Regions from separate parts of the Ovis aries genome. Here region 2 is linked to region 1. The links are chromatin contacts, called in public Hi-C maps. All regions are on one chromosome and are shown on one strand. Each heading gives the region's core, a stretch centred on a gene start, on an enhancer-like site or on the middle of the called end of the contact. The rest is flanking DNA. Distances are from core to core; before and after follow the strand shown.

Region 1 (7,431 bases), core at 1,490-3,989:
ACTCCAGGAGTTGGTGATGGACAGGGAGGCCTGGCGTGCTGCCATTCATGGAGTTGCAAAGAGTCAGACACGACTGAGTGACTGAACTGAACTGAACCATAGGCATAGCTGAGCTACTCTCTCCTTTTATATCCCTTCAATTTGTTCTTTTGGATTTTCAATCCCAAAGTAGTTTGAAGGAAAAACCATGTCTGTTAAGTTTTACCATGCCACCTTTGAGAAGATAACTGCAAAGGGTGATATAGGGTTGTAGATAGGAAGCAGTAATTTTGTACAGTTTTTGAAGAGCTATTGTTTATCAAAGAGCCCTCATGACGTAACAGCTCACAATAAGTCCTCTATAAAGTTTAGTGTCCATATTTTCTCAAAACAATCTCTCCTTTTTGATCACAGATTAGTTTTTTCCCCCAAGTCATTCTACCCTTCCTTGGACTCTGTTGCTGCAGCTCCAGCATCAGTGAACCTGCCTAGCTTTCTGTGCCATTTGGCCAAGGACAGTGCTCCTGGGATCAGACGCAGTGGGTGAATCAGTTGTTCTTCTCAGCCACCTGTTTTACAACCTGGGGGGATAAAAAAAAAAAACAAAAAAACAAAACTCTATCTCTGTTTTACTCTGAGTTTGGGAGACTATTTCTGCAGTTTTTGTGACATAGCTCTAGGGCCTCAGAGGCTGTAGTTTCTCCATTGTAACAACAGAGGGCACCAATGCACCCTCTAAATTTAACTTTCTCCCAGATCATGTGAGTCATCAATAGCCTCCAGGACACTAAGATTTCAGACTTTTGGAGGTGAAGGAATTCCCTGTCATAGCTGGCTCACACCGACTTTCCAAAAAATATCTGCAGAATGAACCCTGCACCACATTATCCTCCTCCATCTGAAGGGCAGTAACCTTGACAGGAAAAGAAGTGTGATTCGGGTCCTTTAGATACCACAAGGGGACAGAATACATGGAGGAAATGTTTAGAGGTAGTGCCAAGAAACACAGTTAGTCATCTGTAGGAGCTTTGCAGTCCACCGAGAAGGAGTCATGATGAGAAAGGTTCTATTGGTCACTCTAAGTCCAAGTGTAGAATCATAAAAATAAGCAAATCTTATTGAGATCCCACCTACTGTGTGTCAAGTACTCCATGAGATAATCTACTTTTGTTATTTTATTTAATTATAGCATGGCAGATGGCTTTCCCTGCTGGCTCAGATGGTAAAGCAAGGCAGATATTCCATCCTGTCTTCAAATTAGCCAAAGAAACTATGTCTAAGAGAGTTCAGTTAGTTTACTTAGAGTTGCATAGACAATTAAATGGTAGATTGAAATTAAGTCTGACTCTGAAGCCAGGGTGTGGCCTCCAGACCCACAGGAAAAGCACCAGTCAAAGGCCCTGGCTCTGCCTCCTCCTAGAGCTGCTTCTGACATTAGAGAGGATGTGGGTATTGAAAAGATGGTAAATGTCATGACAGACCACCAAAATGGTCCACCTAGCCTAGCTGTAGAACAAGGCAATGAGAACAAAGTCTCTTGAAATATCGGAAGAAATGGGTTCTATTACAGGAATACTTGGGTGGCCCAAAGTTTATGATAATCATTGTTCCTTAGCTCAAGCTGCTATAACAAATTACTTGAGACTGGGTGGCTTAAATAACAATTTATATTCTCATGATTCTGGAAGCTGGAAGTCTGAGATCAGGATACCAGCATAGTCCGGTTCTTAATGAAACTCTCTTCTTGTTTTACAAACTTCCAACTTCTTGTTGTGCCCTCACACAATGGAGAGCAGAAGGAGAAGGTAAAACCATTTGGTGTCATTTCCAGGGCTCCAAAGAGCTCTGGTAACACAGTCGTTTATGTCTCAATGCAGCAAAGAATTCAGTGAGAGGCAAAGTGACAGATAAGAAGTGATTTATCAGAACAGGACGCTTGTAAAGCTTACAAGCAGACAGGCAAGAAATGCTTCGCCCCAAGAACTTACTGCACTACGGTTTCATAATGAAAGGAAAAGCAGGGATGGGGAGAACTTCTTGTTCATTCTTGAGTAGATGTCATGCTTCTCTCAGCAGCTTCTCCTCCAGGTTCCGCAGGGGAGTTTTTTTATCCCTACATGGACAAGTTAGGTCCACAAATTAGTGTTTTTCATGTGTTCAGAGAGCATATCCTATAGATCATTAACTTACTGAGCTCATTGGGCAGGATGTGGGTCTCACGCCACCATTGTTTTATTGCTTGGGGGCATGTCTCACGCTTCTGTTGCATGGTTTTGTTACTAAGCAAGCCTGCCTGGTTTTGCGGCTAAGCAAACTTGTTTTCTTGGATAATCTTTAATTTACAAGGGTCTCCCATATTTTTTCTACTTACAATCCCATAGGGAGAGTCACTATTTAATCACCTACTTTGTCCCTTTACTCTGTCCCTATCAAAAGCAAGCTTTCCTGCATTTCTTCTTAGTGAAAGTGAAGTCGCTCAGTCGTGTCCTGCTCTTTGCGACCCCATGGACTGTAGCCTATTAAGCTCCTCTGGCCATGGGCTTTTCCAGGCGAGAGTACTGGAGTGGTTTGCCATTTTCTTCTCCAGGGGATCTTCCGGACCCGAGGATCGAACCCAGGTCTCCTGCATCCCAGGTAAGCAGATGCTTTACCGTCTGAGCCACTAGGAAGCCCGCCCTCCCCAGGCCCGCCTCCTTCAGCCGACAGGATTGGCTCTTCCTCTATTTCCGGCTTCTGGGACCTCCCTCCCCACCCCGCCCCAGGAGGCGGTTTCCGGTGTCATGGCGGCGTGAGGTCCCGGCAGTCGGTGAGGCGGCTGCAGGCCCGTCCCTGCGGAGCCGCTGGTCCGGCGGGCGGGGATGTGACCGCAGGCCCTGCCGGCCTGCCCCGGGCGTCGAGTCAGCTCCGTGTCAGCCCCCTCAGTCCGCACCGATGGCGGGATCCGGCTGCGCGTGGGGCGCGGAGCCGCCGCGGTTTCTGGAAGCCTTCGGACGGCTGTGGCAGGTACAGAGCCGCCTGGGTAGCGGCTCCTCGGCCTCGGTGTATCGGGTGCGTTGCTGCGGCACACCCGGCTCGCCCCCAGGAGCGCTGAAGCAGTTCCTACCTCCAGGAACCACCGGGGCTGCGGCCTCGGCCGCCGAGTATGGTTTCCGCAAAGAGAGGGCGGCGCTGGAGCAGTTGCAGGGTCACAGGAACATCGGTAATTGCCGCTGTCTCCCTTCTTGTCTTGCCCAGGTCCCAGTTTTAGCGTGCTGTCTCTTTCAGCCTGGCGTTCCGTCTCCCGTATTTTAGGCTGGAGAAGTGGGGCTCGCCCTGTGCCCATCACCGGTACAAGGCCGTTTCCCATCCCCCTTTCACTCTGCAGTACGGGGAAGATGGTCTGCTTTGCTCGTAGTAGATGCTCAGTAAATTCTGTTTTGCTTCAGTTCTCACTAGAGAATGTTGCACAGAGAATTGTCTTCTCAAGTGAAAGGAGGTGTATCTTTGGTAAATTGTCATCTCTTGTACGGAAATTTTTGAATCTTTGCACACCAGTGAAAAATGGGAAATATTTCTTGTACTTGTGACGTCAATACTAATAACTCGTATAGGTTGTTCTTGATACATATTTGGTATGGATTTGGGAGAAATGACTCCTAAATTTTACATAGATGTTCGTATGGAAGTGTGAAAATTATACGTGTACACTTTATACTTTTAGCCAGGTAAGACCATGTTTCATCATTCAGATATTTAGAATGTAAGATATATAATGATTACTGGTGATTGATTTACAAAAACAGTTTTCATTCTTATTATACCAACGGAGAGCTTATAATTAGTTATGGCTTTATAAATGGTCTTACTTGCTGGCAAACATGATCCATATTTAATTTGAAGAGTGACCTCTTTAATACTGCCATTTAAAGAAGAATGTCTTAATACTAGTGTTGCTTTTTTTTCCCCCTTTTCTTTTTCAAGGGTTGCTAAATGGTGTATATAACCTGGCTATTTAGGAGGGAATTTTTTTGGCTTAAGGACTTGATGAATCTCTACAAGATTGTTAAAATGTCATCTTGACTATCTTAATCTTTTCTTTTAATATTAATAGAGTGCTATTCTGAATCAGGAAAGGATCTTCAGTTTTGATTTTGCATGTTGTGACATTTTGTTAAGAGTACTTAGTATTTGGATTTTTCTTCTGATCAGTTTTGCTTGGCACCCAAGTGCATATTCACCCATCACTGAGTGCTTGGGAAACACAGTTTGAATTATTATGTCATATCTAATATCTTTTAGTAGTAATCTGCTGCTGAAGGTCATCTCATTTTGTTAAAATAACCGAGTTGCCCAAAAATCTTACTCATGGTTGGAATAAATTCCAGTGGCTTGCTCATTAAAGTTATCCTTATCTAGACTACCCCCAATTTTTATCTACTTTAATAGTCACTTATTCTGAGTCTGGTTTTTAAAGTATTGTAATTAATTTCTTTTTTAGTGACTTTGTATGGAGTCTTCACAATCCACTTCTCTCCAAATGTGCCATCACGCTGTCTGTTGCTTGAACTCCTGGATGTCAGTGTTTCGGAATTGCTTTTATATTCCAGTCACCAGGGTTGTTCCATGTGGATGATACAGCATTGTGCCAGAGATGTTCTAGAGGCCCTTGCTTTTCTTCATCATGAGGGTTATGTCCACGCAGACCTCAAGCCACGTAACATATTGTGGAGTGCCGAGAATGAATGTTTTAAACTCATTGACTTTGGACTTAGCTTCAAAGAAGGCAATCAGGTAAGACATACTTTCTCTCCCCAGCCCCTCAGTGGTCTAAAACAAATATTTTTAAATAACAGAGGTGATTTAGTAGAGACTTAAGAGATATTTGGGGCTTCCCTGATGGCTCAGATGGTAAAGCATCTGCCTGCAATGCAGAAGACCCAGGTTCAATTCCTGGGTCAGGAAGATCCCCTGGAGAAGGGAATGGCTACCCACTTCAGTATTCTTGTCTGGAAAATTCCATGCACAGAGGCTGGCAGGCTACAGTCCATGGGGTTGCAAAAAGACGGACACGACTGAGCGTCTAACACACATGTTTGAGTCAGGTAGGAGAGAGCTAATACAAGAGGGCTCTGAAATTTTTAAAAGTACTTTACATAGAACACTATTTTTCTTTGAGTGTTTGGTTAATTGTTGAATTACTGTTACTGATGTTTTCATGTTGGGACTCTAATGGAAGAACTCACGTGATAGTTCTGGCAAATGGTCCATTTTCCATAGTTTATCTGCTCTTTGCAGAGTGTCCTTATTTTTCAGCAGTGCCTCACAGGCAAGAGAGTATCTAAAGAAATGAGCAGTTGTATGGAAAGTGTGCAGCTTGCCTTTGAGAACTATCCAGTTAATGAACCAAAGAATTATGATCGCCAAGGACTAAAAATTCTGCCATTCAGTGTGACATTGGCTTATCACACATTCTGAGAGGTAAATACACTGTAGAGATGGATGGAAGGTGGGCAGTTTTTGATTGGTTATAATACTTACTCATTTTCTTCAGGATGTAAAGTATATTCAGACAGACGGGTATCGGGCTCCGGAAGCAGAACTGCAGAATTGCTTGGCCCAGGCTGGCCTGCAGAGTGATACAGAATGTACCTCAGCTGTTGATCTGTGGAGCCTAGGAATCATTTTACTGGAAATGTTCTCAGGAATGAAATTGAAACATACAGTCAGATCTCAGGAATGGAAGGTAAACTGAACCAGTGTTTTGCTTTCAGGTCCTTAATCCCAGTGTAAGAGTACTCAGTTTATAATGATTTTCGTTGAGGACTCTGATTGCTTTATCTCCTCCATATTCCCCTTACTACCTTTAATGCTGCTTACTCCTCAGTCCCATAGCTACAGATGCGCTAGGGAGCATTGCATGCTCACTGTTTTTAGCTGAGGCCTGGCATGTTGTAAGTGCTTGATAAAGTGTTTGAATGAATGCCTTTTCCTGAGGAAGTAAAAGTGGTTTGTTCAGTAAAGTAATTGTATTACATTCTAAAATATTACTAATACAGTAGTACTCTGTGAGGATTGTTAGAATGGATATTAGTTATTTACACGTGAAAACCTGGGGGCACGAATATGTAAAACCACTAACTCAAGGTCATACAACTGGATGTTCTGGACCAAATTCTGCCCCTCGTAGTCAGAAGGCCAGTGTTCTGCCGACGGCTCCACGCTGCTTCCTGTTTGTGCTCTGTACATGAACTGTCCTGAGAAAGTGACTGCTGCTCATAACATTGTTTGCTTGAGAACATGGGTTCTAAGTTCCAACTGACATAGGAATTTACTTTTTGCGTATTTGTGAGTTAAGAATTAATTGCAGTATTTTTTCAAACATATTGAGGCTTGAATGTTGTGATGGTATCAGTCTCTTTTAGACTAGGTGTTTGAAAAGCAATATGGTGTTTAGGAATTAGATTTTGATATGAAGCAAGTATGTTTTTGAGCATATAATACTTAGTGTGTTGCTGTTATACAGAATTTTATTTCTCTTAAACCCCTAGTCATCTATATCTGTTGAAACAGTTCTTGGAAGGAATACTTTAATAGCCTAGTAGTTGTACCTTACTTTTGGCAAAAAAAAAAATGCTGCTATAATATGCTGTAAAACCAGTATCACTCTTTGTCATTGGTGCCTGCACACAGTCCAGTGTACTTTGGGGGTACTTTCTCTAGTGCTTTTACAGATAAACACATCAATTTCCTGCATTAGGTTTGACTCACTTTGAATTCTTTGGACTTTTTCTGAGAGCCAGTTAGAATTAGATCACATTCAGTGATCTAGTTAATTATTAACTTAGGCATTTAATTTTTTTTCTTTTTTGGTGAAATTTAGAGGCTGATGTGTATTAAAGCAGTCCTCACTATTTGCCCCCTAGATAAAAGTATCATTCTGTATTGTATCCCTTTCTGTGGAGGCACAATTACCAAATGTGAGCTTAGGCTCTGAAGTTAAATCTCTAGGGTTTATATCTTCCCTTCATCTTTAAGTTACTTATTTAGGTTTACTAAACTGTGGTTTACTTTCAGTAAAATGATGATAAGAGTGTTGAAATGATATCTAATTCTTAGCATAGTGTGTGGCCTGTGGTAAGTATTGCTATTTGGTGATGATAAATTGAGTATTTTTACTCATGTACACACTTCCATAGTACTCCTGGAGAAAATGTTATGTTCCACAAAGATTTAAGGTATGAATAATGTGACAGGTGCAGTTTTTAAATTCTGCCATGGTTTCTCCTTGATAGTTTATTTTATTCCATCTGGAAACCAATTGACTCATGATGAGGACACTCTGACTCACCTAGCGCACGTTTATTTTCTCAGTTTGCATTAAATTACATTTCTGTGTGGTTGCCTTGGTATTTTGTTTCTTTATTCATTCACCTAGTAAATGTTCACACAGTGTTAGATACTGAGAATAGAGAA
Region 2 (7,431 bases), core at 1,241-3,740, 340 kb after region 1:
TTTTAAAAAAGATTTATTAAAACAATTATGGCTGTTATGGAGCAGCATCCGACATGTGATGGAATATCTTTAAAATACAAAATTAAGTATCTGTCATCGACAGAGTCTTATTCTCCTGGTCTCTCTGGCACATCTAGCAGTTCAGCGTATCTTTCAGAGGCTGCAGAACCTTGAAAGCAGAAACTTTATTTGGAGAAGACCAAGGTTTCCTCACTTGGCTTGGATGGATATAATGATGGAAGGAGAGACTGCTGGTCTTGCTCCAAAGTCTTCAGGCCTTCACTTAACTCACAGTCAGTCCTACACTGGTGGTCATCCTAAAACTGTGATGATACTAAATCCTGAGTCTGGGCCCTCCCCTTATTGGTAAGAATGAGTTTTTCACAGGATAGCCATACAAATCAATGTCCCCTCTCTTATTTATTTCACACGTCACTTCGGAGCTCTATGGGCTTTCATTCTAAGTTGCTTCAGTCGTGTCCGACTCTTTGCAACCCCATAGTCTGTAGCCCGCCAGGCTCCTCTGTCCATGGGATTATCTAGGCAAGAATACTGGAATGGGTTGCCATGCCCTCCTCCAGGGAACTCTGAACTCTGGACCCTCTAAAAGGAGGCTTTAGGTCTAGATTCTAAAGATTGGGGTGTACTGTCAGGCCCTATAAAATTGCTGCTCTCTTGGTATCTGTACATCGCTGCCCTACCTGGCCCTGCCTCATCCTTACTATATGCCCATGGTGGCCTCCATCTCCTGAGCTGAAAGTTTAATTGGTTATGATCAACCCCGACCCTACCTAACAATTACTCTAAGACTGAGGGCCAGAATGATGCCAACATGTTTGATCACCAGTAAGAAACAGTGGCCCTTGCACAGGTTGCTAACTCAAAGAACTGTGGGAAGACGTTTCAGCAGTCTCCCTGGCCATCAAGGAGTCCTTTGGATGTCAAGTCCCCTGTTACCGACAGCCTTCTCCTCCACTGTGCAGTGAATACTGCTGCCTTGTCCTGCCTCCTGTTGACCATGCACAGTGGGGCCTCACTCCAGGACAGTGCCTCTGATATGTGAGATGTAATAAATCATTGACGTCTCTTTTGCTGCCTCTGGATTCTTTCTTTGGTCTAGCAACTGGGCAGCTACAAGGATTGCAAGACTGTAGCGGTGCAGCCCAACATGAGTTAATTTTACTGCAGAACTTTCAGAAAATATTGTTAAATCATGGTTTCTTTATAATAGTTGTAAGTGGGTTATGGGTAGAAGCTGAGCGTCACTAAAAAAAAAAAATATATATATATAGATGATACAGGAATTAAATCTTTAATAATCACGTTTATTCTTTCAATCTAATTTTATTGTTATAAGATTTATCTAATACTAAACTGATATAAAATTAATCAAAATGTCCAGGTTACTCAAAAGCCAGTGAAAATGACCTCAGTCTCTATCTTTCAGAGATCATTGCTGTTTATAAATAATTAAAACTTTGAAAGTGGTCATGAAGAACCTTCCACAAAGTTTGATACAAGATGTGTAGAATTCCTTACTGTGGACCCAGACTGGTGATGGTCACATTATGACTAGCCCACAATAAATCCAGAAACCTAAAGTAAGCATCAGAAACTTTTATGGCAGTTTGGCAGAGTACTTACATCTGTTGAATTTAATTAAAAAAAAAAAATTGGGGCTTGTATGCTTCTTGCTTTTTATTTAATTTTTCTAGCAATTTATTTTTATTGATTATTCCAGAAGTACCCATCTGGGGTGGCTTGGAAAAACAAAGTGGGTCCTTTACCACAAAGAATTTGAGACACACTGAAATAGGGGGTTACAATACAGGACCCATTAACGTCCTATGGAATTCTAAGCTTCTCTTACTCTACACCATATTCCAAGTTTTGCAAACTGGCAATTCATGCATGATTCTCCGTAAAGTTCTTAGTAAAATCAGTGTTCATTTTCACGAAGATGATTTTTTTAGAGGAAGAGGAGGAGTTTTGGAACCAGAAGGTTGGGTGTTAATTGGCACAGTGCCTGGATGGAAAACTAAGTAATGATCATCTCTAAACTTCACTTCCTAGCCTCAAACCTCTCCTCTAAAATACGGAGCTCTGGTGAAAATATCCTGAGGTCTTCCTGCCATGAAGTGCTAATCAGAGGCGCCAGGGTATTCACCCCGCTTGAGCCGCAACTCCCCTACCCGAGCGCACTGCTAGGAGAACGCCCCAACCACGACAGAAGCCTCACGTCAGCGGGGCGGACGCGGGGCGGACGCGGGGCGGGACACCTTCCGAGGCCCAGGAGCAGGGACAGCTCGGATTGGCTCGGGCCTCGTGCGACAACGCGGCCCCGCCCCTCGGCCTATCTCACTCCATCCGGGCTCCTGCGCTGCGAGCGGCTGGGAGGCCGCGACGGAAGAGCCTCCCGGCGCGAAATCCATGACGAAAAAGGGAGGCGGGGCCCCGGCGGGCCCTGATTGACGGCCCGGGGGCGTGGCCGAGGCGGGGATACGGGTCTAAACGTGGGAAACCTTGCCGGGTCCCTGCTTTGGGGCGCGTGGTCACAGGGTGTGCAAGCATGCGGAAAGTGGTTTTGATCACCGGGGCGAGCAGGTGAGACCTCCTTCGAGATAGTGGAGGCGGCGGGGCTGGGGTCCAAGGGAGCAGGAAGTACCGAGCCAGGTGGACCCGCCACCGACCGACCCTAGGAGCTCCTGTCGTTGACCCTGCCTTGGTGGGGACAGGGCCGAGACCCTGTCCGGCTTTTCCCTGGGTTCCCTTGTGCGCGAGGTACCAGGCCTGTCGGCGTCGTGAGCAGCTCAGTAACGTGCTTTCAATTAAACATGACAGCGAAAAACAAAAAGTAGAGCGTCACTAAGAGATGTGTCTCAGTGACGATCCTGTCGGTATGCAGAGAAAGGGCTCTACCCACTCAGACCTCGCCCCCTTTACACTTTTAACTTTCTCATCACTGGTAAATTAGACCAGTTCACCATATATTTTGTACTCTCCCAGCTTTTTTCTGTGCTAGACTTCCGCCCCTAGATAAATTTCAGCCTCCAAGAACGTTAGAATACGGGGGTTGGGGGTGGGATGGGGTGAGAATATCTCATATAACACAGTGCTAGACACCTAGTATAAGTACTCTATAGAGACTCAGAGAAAAGTACCTTTTTTCTGTTAAGGCGTGGAAGGAGTGCAAGTAACCGTACTGCCGATGAGTAATTTACTCCAGGGGTTGGGTATTTGGATTCAGCCTCCGTTTTACTTTTCGTTTGTAATTCAATGAACAGTGTGTGAAGGATGAAACTAACCAAACCAATTTTCTAATTGAGGCGTTTTGTGGGGGAGGGACGGGTGGATTAAGACTGAGGTTATGTTAAACGACATTTAAAATTAGTTCAGCTTTCAGTTATCTAGACCTGTCCATGTTAAAAGACAAACCCGGCAGGTGTCTTGTGATGGGCAGAATTTTAACATGCCCTCACCTGAATAACTTTAACAACCAGTGTGGTGCTTTCTATGTTGATGTGCTTAAATAAATCAGGCTTGATTTTGTGTTTGTTCCTTTTACAAATATTGTGATAGGTGCAATTGTATATTTATAGTAAAGGCCTATTCTCAAGTGGGGATGAATAAACATAACTATGGTTTATTCATGGTGCTAGGCTCTTTGCCTGGAATCAGCTTTAAAGTCTTAGAAAAAGCCCACTTACCTAGGGTTTCACTGTTATCAGCCAACCTGATCCGACCCCTCTCCCCATCTACTGTGTGGTTTCACAATGCTCTTTCTGAAGGAGGTAATTGACACATGTACTCATCCCTGCCTGGGGAAGATCCCCTGGAGGAGGAAATGGCAACCCTCTCCAGTGTTCTTGCCTGGAAAATTCCATAGACAGAGGAGGAGCCTCAGTTCAGTTCAGTTCAGTCGCTTAGTCGTGTCCGACTCTTTTCGACCTCATGAATCGCAGCACACCAGGCCTCCCTATCCATCGCCAACTCCCAGAGTTCACGCAAACTCACATCCTTTGAGTTGGTGATGCCATCCAGCCATCTCATCCTCTGTTGTCCCCTTTTCCTCCTGCCCCTAGTACCTCTCAGGATCAGTGTTTTCCAATGAGTCAATTCTTCCCATTAGGTGGCCAGAGTACTGGAGTTTCAGCTTGAGCATCATTCCTTCCAAAAGAAATCCCAGGGCTGATCTCCTTTAGAATGGACTGGTTGGATCTCCTTGCAGTCCAAGGGACTCTCAGGAGTCTTCTCCAACACCACAGTTCAAAAGCATCAATTCTTCGGTGCTCAGCTTTCTTCACTGTCCAACTCTCACATCCATACATGACCACTGGAAAACCATAGCCTTGACTAGATGGACCTTTGTTGGCAAATGTCTCTGCTTTTCAACATGCTATCTAAGCTGGTCATAACTTTTCTTCCAAGGAGTAAGCGTCTTTTAATTTCATGGCTGCAGTCACCATCTGCAGCCTAGTGGGCAACAATCCATAGGGTCGCCAAGAGTCAGACACGACTGAGTGACTAAGCATGAAGCACGCATTCATCCCTACTTCTCTTTTTGTGTAGCCATCTTATATTTCCTTTCCCTATCTTCTACTTAATCATCTTCCTGTTGGTTATTCAGTCCTAGTAGTTGAGAGGGACTTGTCTCTCCTGCCATTTGCTTATACCTTACCCTGAAAGAGTCACCCATTCCTTAAATTAGGAATTTCTGGTGCTGCTGATAGTGGCCCTCATACCAACTGATAGAAGAGCCCTTGCCTTTGAGAAACCTAGACAGTAGAGTAAAACAGGCACACTGCTAAACGCTGAGATGCTCTTTTTAGCACTTGCTGATGATGTATTGAATCACTTTCATGAGTGTCATGATCAGCATAAAATGAAAACCACTGACAGGATAAACTCTGTCTTAAATGCTAAAGGGCAATTCTGATTTGCAGTTATTCAGGTCATTGAGCTTTTGCAAAATGAAAGAAACACAAGCTGGACAACATCGTGAGCCAGTGACTATTAGAGTTGGAGGGTTCCCCACTTCTTTACATAGTTTTTGAGTGCTTTCTGTCTACCTGTTTGGGGCTCAAGTTGACAAAATCAGTCTTCTGAGCCAGAGAGAAGTTGCCTCTATTTGGCACCATCTCATTTAATGCATGTTCGATATCTGAATTGTCCTCTCAGTGGCGTGGGCCTAGCCCTCTGCAGGCGGTTGCTGGAAGAAGATGATGCGCTTCACCTGTGCTTGGCGTGCAGGAGCATGAGCAAAGCAGAAGCTGTCCGCACCTCTCTGCTGGCCTCCCACCCCACTGCTGAGGTCTCTATTGTGCAGGTGGATGTCAGCAGCCTGCCGTCGGTGTTCCAGGCCACCAAGGAGCTCAAGCAAAGGTCTGCGTCTTATTGATGGCTTTTTTCTCATGCGATTGTGCAGTGCAACAGCTAATAGAATAAGAAGGGATGGGAAAATCTATAAAAGAAACAGGTGCAGTGTAAAAAGAAGTTACACTGAGGGAATCTGTAGAGTAACATATTATTTTCATTCTTAATCACAATCATGACCATTCCATGAAGATTAATTTATGAGCATATTTTGACATGCATTCAGTTGTAAAGTCTTAGGTTAGTGTAACTCCTTTGATGTTTAAATACATTTTTTGCATCTTTGCTTCACATAAAAAAACTTCATTAAGTATGTGAGGCAGGTATTGACAAGTAAAGAAATTTCCCCAGGCCACTCACTTAAACTTTGTTCATACTGACAGTAATTGGCATACAATAGACGTTTGATAAATGTTTAGTATCTGAAGGGCTAGAGTCCTTAGATATATAACTTCTCAAAAAATGTACAATAAATTGCATATAGCTACACAATGCATTTTTCTGGAGAGACATGTTTTTTTTCTTCTAAGAGGAGTGAATAATAATTAGTTTAATTAATAAACTATTAATTACATTTTTGTAATTTAGGCCCTTAATAAGCAAGAGCTTCTTTATTTCCATGGACAGTAAAATGAACTTCAGTATATATAAGGAAAACGTTCTTGGTAAAAGAATTGGCTGAAGAATAATATATTGTATTTCATTTATGTTTGATAGCCATTTGTATTACTTGTGTTCCCTGCTCTAGTGGATATCTTGGTGTTCAGATTCCAGCATTAATGGATCAGATTATACAAATTTTACTTGTCAAAGAGGCAAGATGTGAGTGTTTTTTTTTTTTAAGCAAAAACGTTTCTAAGACCAGAGGGAGTGTGGGTTTAATAGAGTCACTGTGGTACCTTATTGGGAGGACTAAGCTGGAAGGAATATTGATCAGAGAAGATTTGACTTCAAAACCCATTACAGCTCTTCAAATTCTGTTTGAGGCCACCATCAAAAAAAGAATACTCAAATATTTACCAGGCTAAATAAAAAATGTTGAGAAGGTAGTACTGGTGCCTTAGCTTGCTACGGTCTTCTTTTTTGTGCTTTCTGTCCTTCATGGACCTTCTTTATTCTAACTGCTCTAAGAGACAGCTAACAATCTTCTTTCTTGATTTTACTTGCAGGTTTCAGAGATTAGACTATGTATATCTAAATGCTGGGATCATGCCTAATCCACAGCTGAATATCAAAGCACTTTTTCGTGGTCTCTTTTCAAGGTAATGTCTATCTTCTAGATTAACTGATTGGAAGGAAGGTGTTTGTTGATTTATTTTTTGCCTAGTTTTGCCGTCAGTCCATTAAGTTGAGGGGGTGAGCGGGTGTGGAGAAGAATGAAGACAGAAAGTGCGTGTTGCAGCCGTGTCGCGAAACGTGTTTTTGTCTTTGTGAGAAACGTAGCAAGTCATGATTCTGTGTTCTTGGTCCGCGGATATTCCAAGGATGTTGCATGTTGTGGCAGGTCAGTTTTGGCCTGCCTCACTGTGTCCATGAGAACATTTCAGAGCTAGGCAGAGTTGTCAGTGAGACTCTAATATCCAGGAAGGCAACTTGAGCAGCATTTCTCAGCCATGTGTTAGGTACTCTGACCAGTAGGCTAAGGACATGTACAGGGCTAAATACCTTCCTGGGAGATTCTCAATACATATTCAGTTCAGTTCAGTCGCTCAGTCGTGTCCAACTCTTTGCGACCCCATGAGTCACAGCACACCAGGCCTCCCTGTCCATCACCATCTCCTGGAGTTTACTCAAACTCACGTCCATCGAGTCAGTGATGCCATCTAGCCATCTCATCCTCTGTCGTCCCCTTCTCCTCCTGCCCCCAATCCCTCCCAGCATCAGAGTCTTTTCCAATGAGTCAACTCTTCTCATGAGGTGGCCAAAGTACTGAGCTTCAGCTTCAGCATCATTCCTTCCAAAGAAATCCCAGGGCTGATCTCCTTCAGAATGGACTGGTTGGATCTCCTTGCAGTCCAAGGGTCTCTCAGGAGTCTTCTCCAACACCACAGTTCAAAA

Evidence for each region. Hi-C and Micro-C count contacts between places; a contact is called where the count stands out from the background.
Region 2: a Hi-C map of liver shows a contact between it and region 1, with 5 times the contacts expected there. The contact joins the promoter of HSD17B7 here to the promoter of UHMK1 in region 1. A contact is called at or near these places in 3 of 16 Hi-C or Micro-C datasets (blood and liver).

The regions. Positions count from the first base shown.
Region 1 is chr1:114,016,623-114,024,053 of ARS-UI_Ramb_v3.0, forward strand. It overlaps UHMK1 (U2AF homology motif kinase 1), which reads left to right and starts at 2,740. Exons shown (of 7, transcript XM_060403385.1): 1 at 2,740-3,178; 2 at 4,457-4,749. The coding sequence starts at 2,911. It overlaps LOC132658260 (a long non-coding RNA gene), which reads right to left and starts at 2,138. Exons shown (of 3, transcript XR_009597626.1): 1 at 1,968-2,138. TRNAC-GCA (transfer RNA cysteine (anticodon GCA)) reads left to right here and starts at 4,849; the gene lies at 4,849-4,921.
Region 2 is chr1:114,352,180-114,359,610 of ARS-UI_Ramb_v3.0, forward strand. HSD17B7 (hydroxysteroid 17-beta dehydrogenase 7) reads left to right here and starts at 2,491. Exons shown (of 10, transcript XM_042257093.1): 1 at 2,491-2,604; 2 at 5,179-5,382; 3 at 6,543-6,635. The coding sequence starts at 2,570.